2 separate regions of the Canis lupus genome follow, and region 2 is linked to region 1. The links are chromatin contacts, called in public Hi-C maps. All regions are on one chromosome and are shown on one strand. The core of a region is the stretch at or near the end of the contact, and the rest is flanking DNA. Distances in the headings are between cores, read along the strand shown.

Region 1 (5,839 bases), core at 2,895-5,394:
GAGACTTTCTCACTATGACTGTTAGCCTTGTCAGTCAGATGATAGATGGACAAGAGCAATGCAGCTGGACTGATGGAAAGTGGTGCTGAGAAGAGCTATTAACCAACCACCTATAACTAACACCAGCCAGAAGTCAACTTGTGTGTAATGAGTGTCAACCAAAACCAGAAATCCCTGGGGGAAGTCCATGTTAAACATGTGCCCCTGAAAGACCAAGAAGCCTGGATCTGTGTGGGGTTGGGTCTACACACTGGGTCACACTGGGTAGGACACTCAGCCACTGTCCCCACCCCACTGTCAGAAGATGATGAAGGAGGAGGTCTGCTTCTGCCATCATGCTGCCACCTGAGAAGAGGCTGATCATGGTAAAGGGCTCACTTCTTACACAGTCTGAGTTGCCATGTTCTGTTTCCAAAAGATAATGTCTTCTTGGGCCTGGGAGAACTTGCTTTGGACACCACTAGCAGTCAGGCCAGCCTGAAGGCAACTGCCTTTTTCATTCACAGAAAATGGAGGCCAGCTACTATGACAACATCATGGAGCAGCAACGCCTAGAACCCGAGTTCTTTCGGGTCGGCTTCTATGGCAGGAAGTTTCCTTTCTTTCTTCGGGTGAGTCCATTGAGGTAGTCACAAGAACTTATATTTTACACATAATTCATTTACAACTGGGTTTTTTTTTAAACCTTTTTCCCTATTCTACTGAATACTATTTTTTGAAGGACTAACTAGTGAACAAAAGGCATTTGACTTTGTTTGACTGGACTGGCTGCCAACTTTAGACTTTTACTCTGCTGTACTATTTTGTAGCAACCTGGAATATATAAGGGTGATTTTCTTACCAAAACCTATTCCTTTAGGAAATGACCAAGTCTGAGAATGTCCCATAAGGTATGTCTAGAAACCTTCCAACTTCAAGTTCCAGTGCCTGGAATCCTCCATTGTGACCATTCTCAGCCAGATAGGATACCAATACAGCCTTGACCTCAATAGTAGGATGGCCTCTTGGTTTGTCATTTAAGATAATGGTTCTCCCTCTGGCTGTACTATAGGCTATGCAGCCAGGATGGAGAACCTGTTGATTTCAGAGAAATTTGTCGGAGCTGCCAGAGGGGATCTAGTTATGGAAAGCCTTTTCTAAGCAGCCAGATCTCTGGCCCAGGAGGGTAAAAGCCATTTCTCCCCATCATTCCCTGGAAGTCTGAGCTGGGTACACCAACAGAGTGGAAGGAATGACTGAGGATAGATGGACTGACACTAGCTGAACAGTTGTAATTTTCTTCTTTATTCCACAAAAGCCAGAGGCTCCAGGAGCAGTCGGAGGCTTGTAGGCTGTAGCCCAGAGGGATTGAGTGTTCTCAGGTGGCCTAAATGAAGCTGTACTGATGGGGATCCCTGGGTAGCTCAGCAGTTAAGCATCTGCCTTTGGCCCAGGGCATGATCCTGGAGTCCCAGGATTGAATCCCATGTCGGCTCCCTGTGTGGAGCCTGCTTCTCCCTCTGCCTGTGTCTCTGCCTCTCTCTCTCTCTCTATCCATGTCTCTCATGAATGAATAAATAAAATCTTAAAAAAAAATGAAGCTGTGCTGATGAAAGGGCCTTAGGGCTCTTGAGAACTAGGGCTAGCTCTGAATGTCCCCAGTTCCAATATATTACTAAAGTTCTGTGTCTGCAATTCTCAAAAAGCAGTTGGGAAAGTTCATAGAATCACTTTGATATGTTTGAGATCCTGTCTTATCAGAGAAATTGCTTTAGCCAGTGATCAGCGATGAGCTTGATCTCACATTACAGGTCAGGTGCCCTTTTTTTTTTTTAAGATTTTATTTATTTATTCATGAGAGACACATAGAGAGAGAGGCAGAGGAAGAAGCAGGCCCCATGCAGTCCCAACACAGGACTCAATCCCGGGACTCCAGGATCACGCCCTGGGTCGAAGGCAGGTGCTAAACCACTGAGCCACCCAGGGATCCCCGGTCAGGTGCCCTTAATGTCTCCCTTAAATTAATTAATTAATTAGTTAAAGGGTCTCCTCAGGGGAACTGGACTTGTTCACTCTCTAGGGACCATCCACCTCAGGCATTTCAGAAGTGGCATCCTTATTGCCCCCACAAGCTTAGGTCATGCAAAAGCAATGGGAGTAGAGGTCAGCGGAAGGGAAAGAAGGAATCACACAAGAATCAGAAACCAAAAGCATCTCTAGAAAGTCCTTAGACAAACTAATGATTCTGGCCTTATAACTTCTTTCTCATTTTGTCTTTGAAAATTATGCTTTATTGTCATTTTATTCTCGTTGTTCGGTCCCATAATTTGTATATCAAAACCAGATTTTACTCTTAAAATCATCATCAATCAAACATCATTATTTTGGATGTTACAAAATCGGGCCCTGGTATCCTCATTTCTGTCTCTGCCAAACAGAGGTCTCCATCATAGTTTTCCCTGGCTTCCACCCCACATGCTCATGTCACAGGGCATCTCGGTGTTTCACGACATGCAGAGCATGCATCTGGCCCATCCAAATAATGCTTGGAAACAACGGTCTGAATGTTCAGTGGTGCCAGTAATGGAGGAAAAATAGCAGTGGGTATTAGGAAACGTCACACTTCAGTCCATCACCATCTCCACACAAGGTGCAGTTCCTAGGAGCTATGTTTCATGCATACAGATCTGCCTGGCCTAGCCACATGCTGCCTTCCCTTACTGCAGCTGCTCAGTTAATCTTTGGCAAATGGAATAAGTCCCAGTGGAGGTAGCTGTTTTGCCTGGTAGATGGCAAGGACCAAGTACAAAGCAATGGCAGCCAGATCTGTCTCACATGAAGATTATGCAGGCAAACTTGAAACCAACAACGAGCCTCAAGGTCGATGCTATGTGCCTTCCTCCTGCTGAGTCTTCCCCAGAAAGCTAGGCCACTCCCTCACCTCCTTTGAACACATAGGCCATCTATTACTTTGGCTCTGTCAGCTTGGTTTCTCTGGACCATCTGCCTCTCTCGCTTCACAAAGCGAGATTATCTACTAATCTGCTCAGAGTCAGGAAAACATCCAGCCCTCCCTTCTTGGGGGAATTTCTATTTCTCTTCATTTGACCCATGAATAAATACTGGTAAGGATAGTACATTTGCAAGTTGATATGAAAAGACCAGTTCTTTATCATTATCTTCTTTGTTAGTTCTGCTTATCAGGCAAGGGACTTAGAAATGTCTCTTGTCCTTTGACTGTTGGTGTGTTCCACCAGAGAGGCCAGCCTGCTCCTCCTGACCTTGACTTCTCTTCTGGTATTTTCATTCTGATCCATCCAGACATGTGGCCCAGCCTTAGCTGAGTTCTCCCATAGTAAGAGGGGAAGTGAAAAGGGGGCAGAGGTTCTATTCCAAAAAAATTTAAGGTCCTCCAAGGCCTGGCCAGTGATCATCCCCGTACCGGTAAGTATATGGCTGGCCCTATGGACCTTTCTGTCTCTCTTCCTCTGAAAATATGCCAAGAGGAGGGGTTGCCATGCCTGATGCCACTTTGTCAAAGTGAATCTAGTGAGGCAGCTAGGCAGGCAGACCCATGTCACCAGAGGTCTGAACGAGTTTTCCACTCACTCATGCGTGACCAGCTGTGAGGTAGGCAGAGCATCAGGATTGAGGGCGCCTTGTCATGTCATCAGCCCACCAGGAGAGAAACTGAGACCTAACTCAAACCAAATATGATGTAACACAAGGTTTTAAGAAATGTGTAGTTAGGATGATGTCCTAACAGTTTGTTCTGCTGATGTAATTGCAAAGGAATTTATTGCCAGTGCAATGAGTAATTGTTGAATACCTACTGAACACTGGGCGATATTTAGACTGTTTTCCCAGCTAATAAAAGTAGTCCTTCCAAAGCAGGCCCTGGTTGTCACTGTACCCACACAGAGTGCCCTTCCCCACTTCTCTCTTAGAGCTGACCCAGTTGGGCCTTTCAGTACTCCCTTCAGGCGTGACTTTTTCTAAAATCCGCCCCCCCCCACCTCAATCCCTTCCTGGGTAAGATACCCTCCCTCCTCCAAGCTTCCCACAGCCTGTGCCCTGCCTCCAGGTTGCCACATCACAGTGCAAGTCTACCTTTGTCTGTCCCCCTCCTTCTGATCATCGCTTCCCCTAGGGCAGGGACTGACTGCTATGCCTATCACAGGAGCTCCTAGGACATGCTTGTGATGTGAGTAGCTGATGACAGCCATGTGGAGGCAGGAGACTGGAGGCAAGGCATAGAGCATGTTCTCTTGTTTGTGGCAGAACAAAGAATACGTGTGCCGAGGCCATGACTACGAGAGGCTGGAGGCCTTCCAGCAGAGGATGCTCAGCGAGTTCCCACAGGCTGTTGCCATGCAGCACCCCAACCACCCTGACGATGCCATCCTGCAGTGTGATGCCCAGTGTATCTTTTGATGCTTGGTGGGGGATGGCATTTTGGGATCCTGGGAGGTGAGGCCCACCCAGTCAGCTGTGTCTCTGCTGTGTTGTTGGCCTTACAGACTAGATTACCCATACGTCCTGAATAGAGTGTGTCCTCATCACTGAACCCACATGTAGGAGGGCCCTCATGCCTCACAGAGGCAGCCATGGCATGCCCTTAGCCATGGAGTGCCTAAGTAGAGCTTCAGGGGGACCTTTATCCCTGAGGTTCACTGCTACCATTACCTTAGTCCCTACCTTGCCCTGTGAAGGACCTGTCTAGGCATCTAGGAACAGTCACATAACAGGATGATTTAGGGTCCACCAAGGCTCTTACCACAGGGATAACCACCACTTCTGTGCCCTGCTTCTATGTGCATCTGTTATTATGCCTTGTCTTTGTGAGGAGGACTGAGGTACAGCATTGGGAGTGGATGTGGAGGGAGTCGGGAAGGCGATGGGGAGTGCCTGTGGTTTTAGTGGCACTTGGAAGTCTGGTTGCAAACACTAGCCTTTCCCTCCTCCCCTTCACATAGCTTCCTTGGAGACCTCATGACAGTCATGATGACTGTACAGGCTTGTTCCAGAGATGGGAGAGCAGGTGGACTCCCATGATATCTCTCCACAAAGACCCCAAAAAGTACTGTTTTTTTTTTATTTTTATTTATTTATGATAGTCACACACAGAGAGAGAGAGAGGCAGAGACACAGGCAGAGGGAGAAGCAGGCTCCATGCACCGGGAGCCCGACGTGGGATTCAATCCCGGGTCTCCGGATCGCGCCCTGGGCCAAAGGCAGGCGCCAAACCTCTGCGCCACCCAGGGATCCCCCAAAAAGTACTGTTATTAAAAGATTCTTCTTCAGGAAATACAGTTTACCTACAGTGGGCAGGCCCTGGCCCTTGCAACTTTCTTGCTCCTGCAGGGTGGGCACCTGCATTCTCCTGACCCCTTTCCATTTTTTCTTGGCTATTGACATCTCATGTTGGCTGGTGCTCAGGAGACGCAGTGCTAGAGCAGGAAGAGGAAACAGATAGGGAGGTTTGGTCTAACTGCACTTGGGTTTCATCTGGCCCTTGAGATGCATCTGCTGCCACCAGTAGGGGACAGGGGCTGTGGTATTCTCTTCTCCTTTAGGGGATAACGGGGGTGAGTACTCAGATCCATTTTTCTGGCAAGCCTGGGTTTCCCCTTTACTTCCTGCCCAGACTTGCAGATCTACGCAGTGACACCCATTCCAGATTATGTGGATGTCCTGCAGATGGATAGGGTCCCAGATCGCGTCAAGAGCTTCTACCGTGTCAACAATGTGAGGAAGTTCCGGTACGACAGGCCTTTTCACAAAGGCCCCAAGGACAAGGAAAATGAATTCAAGGTGAACAACTCTAGGAAAGCCGGGCAAGCCCCACTTTCTTGGAATC
Region 2 (5,707 bases), core at 2,305-4,804, 530 kb before region 1:
CGCCGCTCCCATAGCGGCCGGTCTGCCGTGCAAGCGCCCCCTGCGGCCGCATTTGGATCCCCGGACTCTGCGTGGGGTGGTGGGGAAGTGAGTGGCATGGGGTGGGGGTTTTGAGAACATAGGAGGAGGGGAGGAGTGCAGAGGGGGGCCTCAGATCCGAACAGGTCCTCGGGGGTCAAGGATCCACCACAGCGAGAACGTTTTCTCTGAAAGAGTTGGGGGAGAAGGCGCACCCCAACTTTGGGATGGGGGCAGGTGTGGCGACCTCATTACCCACTTGATGGCTGGGGCACTGGGAGACCCCACCATGGGGCACCTATGCAGGGTGCAGTCTCTTCAGTAGAAACTCTCTACCGCCCCCATCACTATGAAGACAAAGGGGTTTCACAGCTGCCAAGCAACAGAACTAAGATTTGAACCTGGGTCTCTATGGGACCAAATCCCAAGCTCTCTGTCCCGGGACTACTTGTTCCCTCTAACTGGACACTTAGTATGTGCCATGTACTATATCAGTGATTTCCAGCCTCATCTAACCACTACATATTGGGTCCTCTTCACAGGTGAGGAGATGGAGGCACAGAGAAGTTAAAATGTACCCTGAATCTCACAGCTGGCAAGTGGTGAGTTGGTGCTTGGAGCCCAGTCCACCCCCCCCCACCCATCCTATCTAGGTGCCCTGACCTAACAACTCTTAGGTATCCTTCAAGGTCCAGCTTTAAGGCCCTCGGTGAAGCTTCCCTGCCAGTCAATGTCAGAGCACCACAGCTGTCCCCTTGGAAGCTCCCTTACAGATGTCAGTGATTAAGCAGTTCTGTGGGTTAAAGGGCCCCAAGGATTTTGCCCTCCAACCACCTTTTGTGAATTTGACAGAGTTAAGCACCTCACGTCTCTGCTTGGTATGTGGTGTGCCCCTGTTTTGCCCCAGGTGTTGTGGGTTCCTGGCCATCTTATCACCATTCCTGCTCTGGTTACTCCCTACCCAACCCTGCTCTGACTGCTGGGCCCACAATGCCACCCAGTGGTAATTCCTCTCAGTTTCACTTGTCAAATTTTCTTGTTCTCTCCAGGATAACCCCTCCTGGCACTCCTTGCACCTTGCTGCAGGGAGTCCCTGCTCCTCCCCACCAGGAGTAGTCACAAGATGGGTCATCACAATAATAATACACAGCAGTGCCTTCCTCAAAGTGTGGCTCATTTGGTCTCTCTAGTCTCCTCATTTCAGCCTTTCCTCTCCCTGAAGAATAGTCCACACAGGTGTGTATGTGTGTATATGTGTCGGGGGTATGTATATTCAGTCCTCTACTCCCCATCCCTACTCCTTGATAAACGCGCGCGCACACACACACTGGACCCCTTTAACAAAGTCTGCCACCATGAACCCACCCCTATCCTGGCCCAGCCATCCCAAATAGTGAATTCTCACACCAGTATGCAAGTGGTTGCTAGAAAATGAGCATCTAGGGGAAACCATGTATTCTGAGTCTCTTGGGTTGAATCAATAGTTCAGAACATCTATGATGGACCTATGTGGGACATGTGTGTGTGCTTGTGTAAGCATTGGCATTGGTGGTGGAGACTGTAAAGGGACAGGGATCACCACCACTGCTTACTTTTCACATTTCCCTATGGTCTGAATTTATTGTAACAAGGAAGTTTTACTTATGCAAGTAAAATTTGAATTAAAAAGAGATCACTTAAAAAATACAATTATAAGATGTTTAGAACAATTATAATCAGATTCGATTTTTAGAAACTAAGATAGCAATCACAGCATACACTGAGATAATTTGGCTGGGAAAGGAGCCAGCCCCCACCCTCAGCGCTCTGCTTGTGAGTAGGACCCTGCTTGTCCAGAAAGATCTTGCTCAGCTTTGGGTTCATCTGGCCCAAACCATCACCTTTAGAGGGAGGATCCATCTCCACTCTCCAAGCTGTAGAAGCTTCCAGATCACGGAGCTTCCTCCAAATCTCTGAGATCTTAGATCAGATTCTGAGATGGGGCTCAGGGACCGAGGTCTGGGTCCAGCTGGGCATAAATGTGAGTGTGTGTGTGTGTGTGTGTGTGTGTGGTGCATATGTATGCCCATGTGTCTGTACACATGTGCAAATCTGTGCTTGTGCATCTGTGAACATGTGTAAGAGCATATTTGTACAAGTGGATGTGGGAGGGGACAGGAAGGCACAGGACAGGAGGGCATCATTTGAGGGTGAGAGCTGGGCCCTGGAATTGTTCTCTGGGGGTTCGGATGGAGACCCTGCCATGAGACTTACTGATCTCAGGCTGGTTGCTTGATCTCTCAGGTCTTGTCTGTCTTGCGTGTCTGTCCTGTAGACTGCATGACGTGGGTATAACCCTGTCGCCTCTGGTCCCAGTGAGATCATGGAGTTCCCAGGTAGAACACCCTCTCAGTGTCTGATCCAAGAAAAGGGTTCAGTAAGTTGAGGCCATCGTCAGGGTTTCTGTTTCACCAAACTCTTCTAGCCTGAAGGTTGTCTCAAGGCGACAGGGCAGAGTGCCGGGCCCTTTCTTCTGGCTCAACCCCTGTACAGAGCAGGTGCCAGTTCTCCAGGAACTGCTGATCTGAAGAGCCTTGGATCTTCAGCCCAGGAGTCCACGTGCATCCACCTGCGTGTGTGCTGGGGTATGGGGAAGTTGGTGGGAGAGCTGTCTGGGCCCAATCCTACCAACAGCAGGAAGGTCTCCGAGGCACGGGAGGGGCCGAGGCCTCAGTGCCTGCAGTCCTGACAGTGGCCTGTAGATGGCAGCAGAGGCTCGCGCAGGGACCCTGACCCAGGCCTCACCCACCCAGTCCTAAGTGAGCCACCAAGTTCCAGTCCCTCAGCCTGAGGGTTGGGGAATGGGCGCGGTGTGCTGGAAGAGTGCAGATTTGTCTCAGCAGAGAGCAACACCCCCTGCGGCTCTATACAAGTTGTTTCCTCTGGGTGTGTGGTGGGGGAGGCGGGGGGGGGGGGGGGGAGGTTGCTCAGTTTCCTCATCCGTGAAATAAGAGTTGTTTAACAGCCTGTGATGGAAAAACTGGCTCAAAATACCTAAGATGGGCTCAGAATAGAAACCTAAAAGTGAACGGCAGCACCATAGCTAATATGGAGTATATAGAGTAGGAGGAGGAGACTTTTCAAACACGACACCAAAAGCTCAAAGTATAAAGTGAAAAGTTAATGGATCTGGCAAAATGAGAATTTAGGATATCTGGTCTAAGTACCCTGTGTATCCCAAGGGGAAAAATAAGCCACAGATATGAGCAGGAGATGCACACAATGTGAAAGACATCCAGAACCCCCAGGGATTGGAAAGAGGAGAATCACAACGAAATGCCATTTCACTCTGCCTGGTGGCAAAAATTAGGACTTTAGGTACGCTGGCGGTGGGCCACCACTAAGGAAGTCGCAAGCCGTACGAGCCTTGCTGGAGGGCGGTCGGCAGGGTGCAGAGAACACGCCCGACTCCAGGGCTTCCTGAAGCTCCAAGAGAAACAAGAGTTTCTGCGCTGTCACTTCCTAGGTCGCTGGCAAACTCCGGGGCTGGCGCAGTCCTCGCGGGCCGCTGGGGGCCCGGAGCCAGGAGGTTTCCGCCCCCTTGGAGAAGCCACGCCTCCTGCTCTGCCCAGGCTCCGGGGCGGGGCCCGCCGAGGGCTCCTGCCCGCCCGGTCCTGCCAGGGCCCGCCTGGCCCTTTAAGGCTGACCGAGCCGGGCCCCAAGTCCGGGACGCTCGTGGGGGGTGGGGGGCGGTCACGTGGGCTGCGGCCGGCGCGACTCGGCTCTAGGCGCTCGCGCCCGGGGCTCCCGGGACCGCGGACCCTGCCCCTCGCCGGCGCCAGCCAGGTACTCTGCTGGCAGGGACGGCCTCGCCAGGTACGCCCTCCTAGGGCCCCCTCTACCTCCCACGCCCTCCGGCGCGCAGCCCCTTCCCCTCCTGCCAGGTGTCCCGCAGGACTCGCTACGCCCCGTCGCGCCACCACCGCCCCCTGCCTCGCGTCCGTACTTCGGACAGTTCCCGCCCGGCTCCCGGCGCAGTCCGCTGCCCGCAGCCCCGCCAGGCTCAGGGGCTCCAGGCTGGGGTGTATTGGAGGAGTCTAGGCCGAACTCATTCTTCTCTTACCCCCTAGGTGACCCCGGACGCGCCAGGCTGGGGTCGCCTCTGAGCGCCCCGCGGGGGCCATGGATGGTGAGACAGCAGAGGAGCCTGTGCCCCCTCAAGGAGCACCCTGCGGACCTGGCTCAGCTGGCGCTCCTGCCCTCGGGGGGCGGCGGGAGCCCAAGAAGTATGCAGTGACCGATGACTACCAGTTGTCCAAGCAAGTGCTGGGCCTGGGTGTGAACGGCAAGGTGCTGGAGTGCTTCCACAGGCGCACTGGGCAGAAATGTGCCCTGAAGGTCAGTGGCCCCTCACTGCTCCGTGGGTACCTGGAGGGCCCAACAGCAGAGGCCTGGGGGTGCACCAAGATATGCCCAGGACCCTACTAAGCTTCTTAGGATCAGTATCTCCTTTCCTTCTCACACTCCCCTGTTAGGTCAGGCTCCTGGTTCTCCTTGCTTTACAGATGGGGGAAACAAAGCTTAGTCCAGTTAAACTCAGGGTGTCCCAGAGAGCAAGGGGTGGAGTCAGTATGGGTAGAGTCTGTTGGTCCCGGAAACAGGGAAGGAGTGGTTCCTGACTCTGGGTTTGTGGCTGGGCCTCTGTGTTCTGACCAAAGGTGGGGGGGAGGGGCTTACTTGGAAGGAAGGTTGTTCCTTCCATATGAAGCTCTTTTTTTTTTTTTTTTCATGAGAAACTCTTTTGACTGGAATGGATCTGAGTTTCCCTCTATCTGAGGCTGAGTCCCCACCAAGCCTTGGGGTGAGGCTGCTTTCTCTTGTGGCCCCTGATGGCATGGGCTAGAGTAGGGGGTGGGAGCCTCCCAGGACTGGCTGGTGGGCAAGGAGGGTGCCCATCACACTTGTGAACAGGAGGCTGCTGATGGGCTCCAGCTGAGTCACTGGCCCTACGTCGAAAAGGGCAGGTCTTCCTCCAAGCCTGACTCACCCTGGTTCCTGGGCGGAGGGCAGGCCAGCTCTATCCATGTCACACCACAGGCTCCCTGGAGGCCTGGTAAAGAACTCACTGATACAGGTGGAATCCAGGGAGTTCTGGGGGTGGCTGATCTAGCCACATATTTCTGGCTTAAGTCATTTAGTTCCGGGCCCAGGACCCTGCCCCATACCCAGAATGCCTTGAATCTGTTGCCACTGGGAGCTTCACTCAAGAGCAGTTTGTGCCATTGGCCACCTGGACAGGTAGATCATAGCAAGGAAAGTGGCTCCTGGAGGTTAGAATACTGCAAATGATCTTCTCATTTTACAGACATTATAGTTATGAGCCTGAGTGCAGAGTTCTGAATATGTGGCTCTAATCTCTGGCCTGCATTTACCAGCTCTGTGACCTTGGACTAGGTCCTGGACTCTGGAAACAAGGTTTCTGCCTCTGCTTAGGGGGAAAGATAAAGAGTTGATGTGAGCTTGGAATGAGATGATGCCTGTAGAGTAATTGGTACTAGGCCTGATGCAGGCCTGGAGGACTTATTTAAGGCACAGTGTTTGCAAGTATCTGAGCAGGGACCTGGGTCCAACTCCCTGTGTTTTTCCTGGAGGCACTAGGGCTGATAGGATGGGTCTGGAGGAGGCTCAGGGCTGGGCTGGTGAGGCTGAG

Evidence for each region. Hi-C and Micro-C count contacts between places; a contact is called where the count stands out from the background.
Region 2: a Hi-C map of skin fibroblasts shows a contact between it and region 1, with 2.4 times the contacts expected there. The contact joins the promoter of MAPKAPK3 here to the enhancer-like site in region 1.

What each region holds. Positions count from the first base shown.
Region 1 is chr20:38,627,101-38,632,939 of UU_Cfam_GSD_1.0, reverse strand. DOCK3 (dedicator of cytokinesis protein 3) reads left to right here. Exons shown (of 53, transcript XM_038566321.1): 39 at 507-611; 40 at 4,261-4,402; 41 at 5,627-5,793. Among named protein-coding and RNA genes, the nearest start is that of MANF, 24 kb to the right of the region's middle. Within about 2 kb of position 4,144, at least 2 of the 20 cell types and tissues checked have an H3K27ac peak or open chromatin away from gene starts, as enhancers often do.
Region 2 is chr20:39,161,640-39,167,346 of UU_Cfam_GSD_1.0, reverse strand. MAPKAPK3 (MAP kinase-activated protein kinase 3) reads left to right here and starts at 3,554. Exons shown (of 11, transcript XM_038566336.1): 1 at 3,554-3,873; 2 at 4,128-4,395. The coding sequence starts at 4,180. LOC102152043 (a long non-coding RNA gene) reads left to right here. Exons shown (of 4, transcript XR_005374445.1): 1 at 1-87; 2 at 561-620; 3 at 708-896; 4 at 1,068-2,932.